Linked DNA regions of Sus scrofa: region 1 is linked to region 2. Evidence: chromatin contacts called from public Hi-C data. All regions are on one chromosome and are shown on one strand. Each heading gives the region's core, a stretch centred on a gene start, on an enhancer-like site or on the middle of the called end of the contact. The rest is flanking DNA. Distances are from core to core; before and after follow the strand shown.

Region 1 (2,700 bases), core at 149-2,648, 71 kb before region 2:
GCCAAAGTTTAACACAAGCCTCCTGTAGGAAGGAGGGTCTGTATCCACCAGCCTATGCCACAGCCACAGCCACAGCCACGCTGGATCTGATCTGTGTCTGTGACCTACACACAGCTCACGGCAATGCCTGATCCTTAACAGGCCAGGGATCAAGCCCAGAACCTCATGGTTACTAGCCAGATTCGCTGCTGCTGCGCAACAATGGGAACTCCTTCCAGTACTTCTTTACCCAAACAAGTAGAGCCTCTGATTTTCTTAAATCAGTTTCAAGCCCCACAAATCAAGCACAGGTTTACTGTCATGGACACTACACCCTCCACGGCTTAGGAATTGTACCATTTCTGAGTGATGCTGTTCTATCAGGTTTGAAAAAGGTTCACTCAGGGCGCAGGTCACACGCAAATGAACCCTAGCCTAGAGTCCAGGAACATGGTTACCATGGAAGCAGCTGGTCCTACCCAAACCCCTTCTGTTCTGTAGCTTGCTCACACTTGAATTAGCCTTTCCTGCGGTTAGCTGCCTCAATGCGCCCTCTTTTCCCTAATATACTCCCCTCCCAGCCCCAAACTGCTGATACTAACTTCAGGAAACTACAAAGAAAAATAAATGATTTTTTTCCTGAGTAAAATATCTTAAGGCTACAATTATGTACCAAGTACCTTTCTGAGCTGTTATCAGATACCTTAATATTTTTAATTTCGAAGAAAAGCTATCAACGCGAAAGACATTTGCTCTCATCTTTGAAACTCAAGAAAAAGGATGGGGGGCGAAGCGGAACGGAATATAGATACCAAAAGAAGAGTTTCCATGAACAGAACATTCAGCTAAACTGACTTTCTCTTTGAGGCAAAACGAAAATATTTCAAGAACATCTAAGTAAAGTTGCCAAAGGTCCCTCAGCTACCAAGATTACAACAACACAAAGGAGAGCGAAGGGCCCAGGGACAAGAGAAAAGATCTCCCTCTCCGTCCCTCCCTTTCCCGCGCCGGGAAATCGGGACCCGGCCGGAAAAGCCAAGGGGGTCACTCGCTAGACGGTGAGTCCTCCGAGCCTCTGAGCTGCAGGTGGGGAACTCGGGGGCGCGGGGGGGGGGTGTCTCTGGGGAGGTGGCAATATTAGCACAGCAACGGCCCAGAGGAAGGGACAGAAGAGGGGGGAGGGCGGAGAAAAGGGGAAGAAAAAGGGAGCAAAAGAGAAGGGAGGAGCAGGCGAAGACGGTGGAGGACACGGGTCGGGCGCCGGATCGAGGGGCATGAGGCAAGGAGCCGCAGCGCGCAGTCACCCCCTCTGTGGCTCTTCGCCCCAGCGCTCACTCCAAACCCGAGGGAAAAGACGAGGGAGCACTTACCTGGAAAACTGTGATCTCGTGACCTCACTGTCCGTTTAACGCCTGCACTGGCCTGCAGAGGTCGACTTCCGCGGAACCCCGCCCCCCGGCACCTGGTGGTCGCTCTAGGATCCTGGAGGCTTCCCTCTCGGTGGTTCGGTGGTTCGTGAGCCGACGACCTGAAAGGAGAGAGGAAAGGGTTCTATTTACCCAGAAGGCATTTTAGGTTTTTTACCTCCCTTAATCCTGCAGAGCAGACGTTACAGTCCTCCTCTCATATATAAGAAACCCGAAGAGTTTCCTGGTGGCTCAGCAGGTTAAGGATCCCGAATTGTCGCTGTTGCTCTGGTCAGTGGTCTGGGAACATCCACAACCGTCGGGGAATGCCACCAAACAGATAACTTTTCTGAGCTGGACAACTAATAAAAGAGCAGAGGTGAAATTTGAACCTAGATCTGTAACAGTCCAGTTCCTTCCAGGGGGACCAGCAAATATAGCTCCTGAGGGCTTAAGTCTCAGAAAGTAATCCCCATATTAATTTGTTGTGCTTTGTTTGTTTTTTTTTGGCCAAGTCTGAAGCATTCGGAAGTTCCCAGGCCAGGGATCCAACCCGGGCCACAAAAGTGACAAGCCAAGTCCCTAACCACTGGGCCACCAGAGACCTCCCCTATATTAATTGTAAATTTAGCGCTATTCAAATAACAATTCAAATCTTTAATAAGTAGATTTTTGGAGTTGAAGACTGCCTGGGCAAACTGAAAAAGAAGGGAGATGAAGGGGCACTTGTCCTAAAGGATTTTAAACATATTATAAAGCCTTAATAATTAAACAGTGTAGTACTGGTAGGTGAGATAGACATACAAATGATACAGAATAGAAAGTTCAGAAATAGATGCAAATGTTGGGAGTTCCCATTGTGGCTCAGTGAGTTATGAACCCAACTAGTATCCATGAGGATGCAGGTTCAATCCCTGGCCTCACTTAGTGGGTCAATGATCTGGCATTACCATGAGCTGTGGTGTAGATTACAGATGTGGCTTGGATCCCGAGTCGTGGTGGCTGTGGCTGTGGCTCTGGCCAGCAGCTGCAGCTCCAATTCAACGCCTAGCCTGGGAACTTCCATATCCCGTGGGCAAGGCCCTTAAAAAAATAAAAAGACAAAAAAAAAAAAAAAAAAAAAAGGAAATAGAAGCAAACGTTATGAAAGGGTTGGGCTGCTCCACCACTCTAAGGCCAATAAAGAGGCAAGATCTGTGGAAAGGAAAGTTTGCTTTATTTCGGAGGCTGGTGATGGGGGAGGGAAGGCTACTCCTTTACCAAGTCTGACTCCCTCCACTGACAATCAGTAGGCAAGAGCTTTCATAGGCAGAAG
Region 2 (2,719 bases), core at 56-2,555:
GTAGCTCCCATTTAACCCCTAGCCTGGGAAATTTCCATATGCTGAGGGTTAGGCCCTAAAAAGGCAAAAAAAAAAAAAAAAAAAAAAATTCATGCTAAGTAACTGATTCTACATGTCATCTCCTCAGATAGCTGAAAGTTCTGTCTCCAGGTGTCTAATCACTTCTCATCCACTTAAAACAGTTCAAAACTCTAGATAAAACTATTTGTTCTCAAGATAATTTGATTTGATATATTTTCCCTAAAGCCAGGTGTCAAATGTCTTACTAACCTCAAGATAATAAATATTTATGGAGAATCCAATGCTTTACGACCATCGGGTTGGAGAAGAGTTACCAAAAAACGTAAGCAGGATGTAAACAAATGCTATTCCAACAGACAGTAAGGAGTAATTAGTTACATTGGGAAAGGTGGAAGTTCGGAAAAGTGTAGGGTTCTGGTTGGAGGAGTAGGTCCCCGGAGTTTATGTTGGGATAGAGAGGAAGAGGAAGAGTTTTGTTGGAGGAGGGATAGGAGTTAGGGGAAATCCAAAAGGTCACAGAGTAGAGGAGGGAATTCAAAGTACTTGCTGAGAAAGGCTCCCACAGCACCTTGTCTTTCTCATATTGAGGCACTTTCCAGTCTTACAACTACCTGCTGTGATGTCCTGTTTTGAACTCTAGAAAGAGGGCAGGGGTTCAGTACAGGTTTCACGGCATCCCCGGTACACAAGAAATAACTCATTAAATATTTACTGTGTGAGGAAATTTCACGAGGATGCCGGGCTGACCGACCCTACTTTTCCTACTCAAAGGCGGGTTACTTCTCCCATGAAAAGCAGGAGTCGGGGACAGACCCTGGGGCAGTTTCTTCTGAAACAGAAATCCCCCTTCCCCTTCCGTCTCGACTGGGTCAATCCACTTCTCTTACCAGTTACCCTGGAATCGGAGAACCAAACAGCTCGCCGCCCCCCAAACCACGCCCCGCAGCCCTCAACGATGACGTCACGCGCGGCGGGGGTAACCATGGAAACCTTCATTTCCCTCCCGAAATAGGCGGGCGAGAAAGCTCTCCCAAGGCCAACCCTAGTTCCACCTTTCCTTGGGATTCCTCTGAGGTCTCGGGTCCAGAGCGCCACGGGGCTGCTGCATTTCCGAAGGGAACATGATAGGGACTGGGTGTTTGGAGGGGACAAAGGGCCAGACACCTGGGTCCCCGGACCCGGACTCACCTCTCCCGCAGGGCTGGTTCCGATCGGACACTTCCGGTGGAAGGACGGCGCTGCACTGTCTCTCAAGGCTTCCTTCCACGGAGACTTTTGAGGCTGCGCAGTAGGAGACTGGCGGGTTTTGGACTGCGATTCCCAGAAGTCTTCGGGTTTCCTCAGGCGCTCGGACTCCATTTCCCGGGTATTTTCGTCCCGGTCTTAAAGTTCTCAGAGTTTTTTATGGTAGTAGTAAACTTTTCTCTACCGCTCCCATGTGGCCTCGTCCTTGACTTCAGTCTAAGGTGGTGAAATGGAAACCCATGCAGGGGGATGCAGTTCAGACTTCACTTTTGGACTCCAGGAGGCTTTTTTCCCTCGAACCCTTGATTTATCCTCCAACCCAGGTGGAACGCAGATATACACAGTAGGATTAACTGTAACGCCTGGCTCAAGACTTCTATTCATGACCCGAAAGTGTGAACATTCTCGAATCCGTTACCAAATCTTTAAGAACTAGAACATTGACAATAACTTAACCATTACTACAACTCCTTCTCTTGTCTCCCTCCGTATCTCCTATAATCTGAGGTAACCACTATTAAAAATTTTCTGTTCCCTTGTTAAAAAGATAGTTCTGTTTGGTATATACTTAAGGTCAAACAACATATGCTTTTAATTTTAGTTGTTTCTCACTAAAAGGCATCGTGTCATTGGTAATTGATATTTGCTTCTTTACACTCAGCAATTTGTTACCAAGATTTATCGAAATTGTTGAGTTAAAATTAACTTTCATTACTGTGTAACGTTGCAGTTGTGACTATAACATCGTGTTCATCCATTCTTCTAAAGACAGGCTGATACGCTGTTGTCTCTCTTCTGAACTAAAATAACCTGTTAAGTGAGGCCTCTGCTTCTACCTGTATCCTCCACAGTCCGGTCTCAATTAGAACATTTGGAGTGATACTGTTTTTGTTTTATAAATCAGAATATCATTTTTTTTCTTATGTGGATCTTCTACTATCATCTCATTTATTTATTTAACAATTCTTTTTAATTGAGATATAGTTGATGTGCAATATTATATAGGTTTCGAGTGTACAACATAGTTATTCACAATTTTAAAGGTTGTACTCCATTTACAATATTGGCTGTATTCCCTGTGCTGAACCATATATACTTGTAGCTTATTTATTTATTTTTGGCCACGTTGTAGGCATGCGGAAGGACTGGAGCTTGTATCACAGCAGTGACCCAAGCCACAGCAGTGACAACACCGAATCCTTAACCCTCTAGGTCATGAAGGAATTCCATCTTATTTATTTTACATACAGTAGTTTGGACCTCTTAATCCTCTTCTCATAACTGGCCCCTCCCCACTTCCCTGTTTCCACTGGTAACCACTAGTTTGTTCTCTATATCTGTAAGTCTTTTTTTTTTTTTTTGGTTATATTCACTAGTGTGTTTTATTTAGATTATCATTTAGATAAATGATATTATACAGTACTTGTCTTTTTCTTTTCTTTTTTTTTTTGTC

The links. A called contact is a pair of places that touch in the nucleus more often than the background predicts.
Region 1: a contact with region 2 is called in a Hi-C map of alveolar macrophages, with 2.6 times the contacts expected there. The contact joins the promoter of ZNF389 here to the promoter of ZNF165 in region 2. A contact is called at or near these places in 11 of 47 Hi-C or Micro-C datasets (adipose tissue, alveolar macrophages, blood and 5 more) and 2 of 2 datasets of contacts at active chromatin or transcription factors (alveolar macrophages and skeletal muscle).

Annotation. Positions count from the first base shown.
Region 1 is chr7:22,006,082-22,008,781 of Sscrofa11.1, reverse strand. It overlaps ZNF389 (zinc finger protein 389), which reads right to left and starts at 1,398. Exons shown (of 2, transcript NM_001145130.1): 1 at 1,350-1,398.
Region 2 is chr7:21,934,738-21,937,456 of Sscrofa11.1, reverse strand. It overlaps ZNF165 (zinc finger protein 165), which reads right to left and starts at 1,305. Exons shown (of 4, transcript XM_005665673.3): 1 at 1,210-1,305.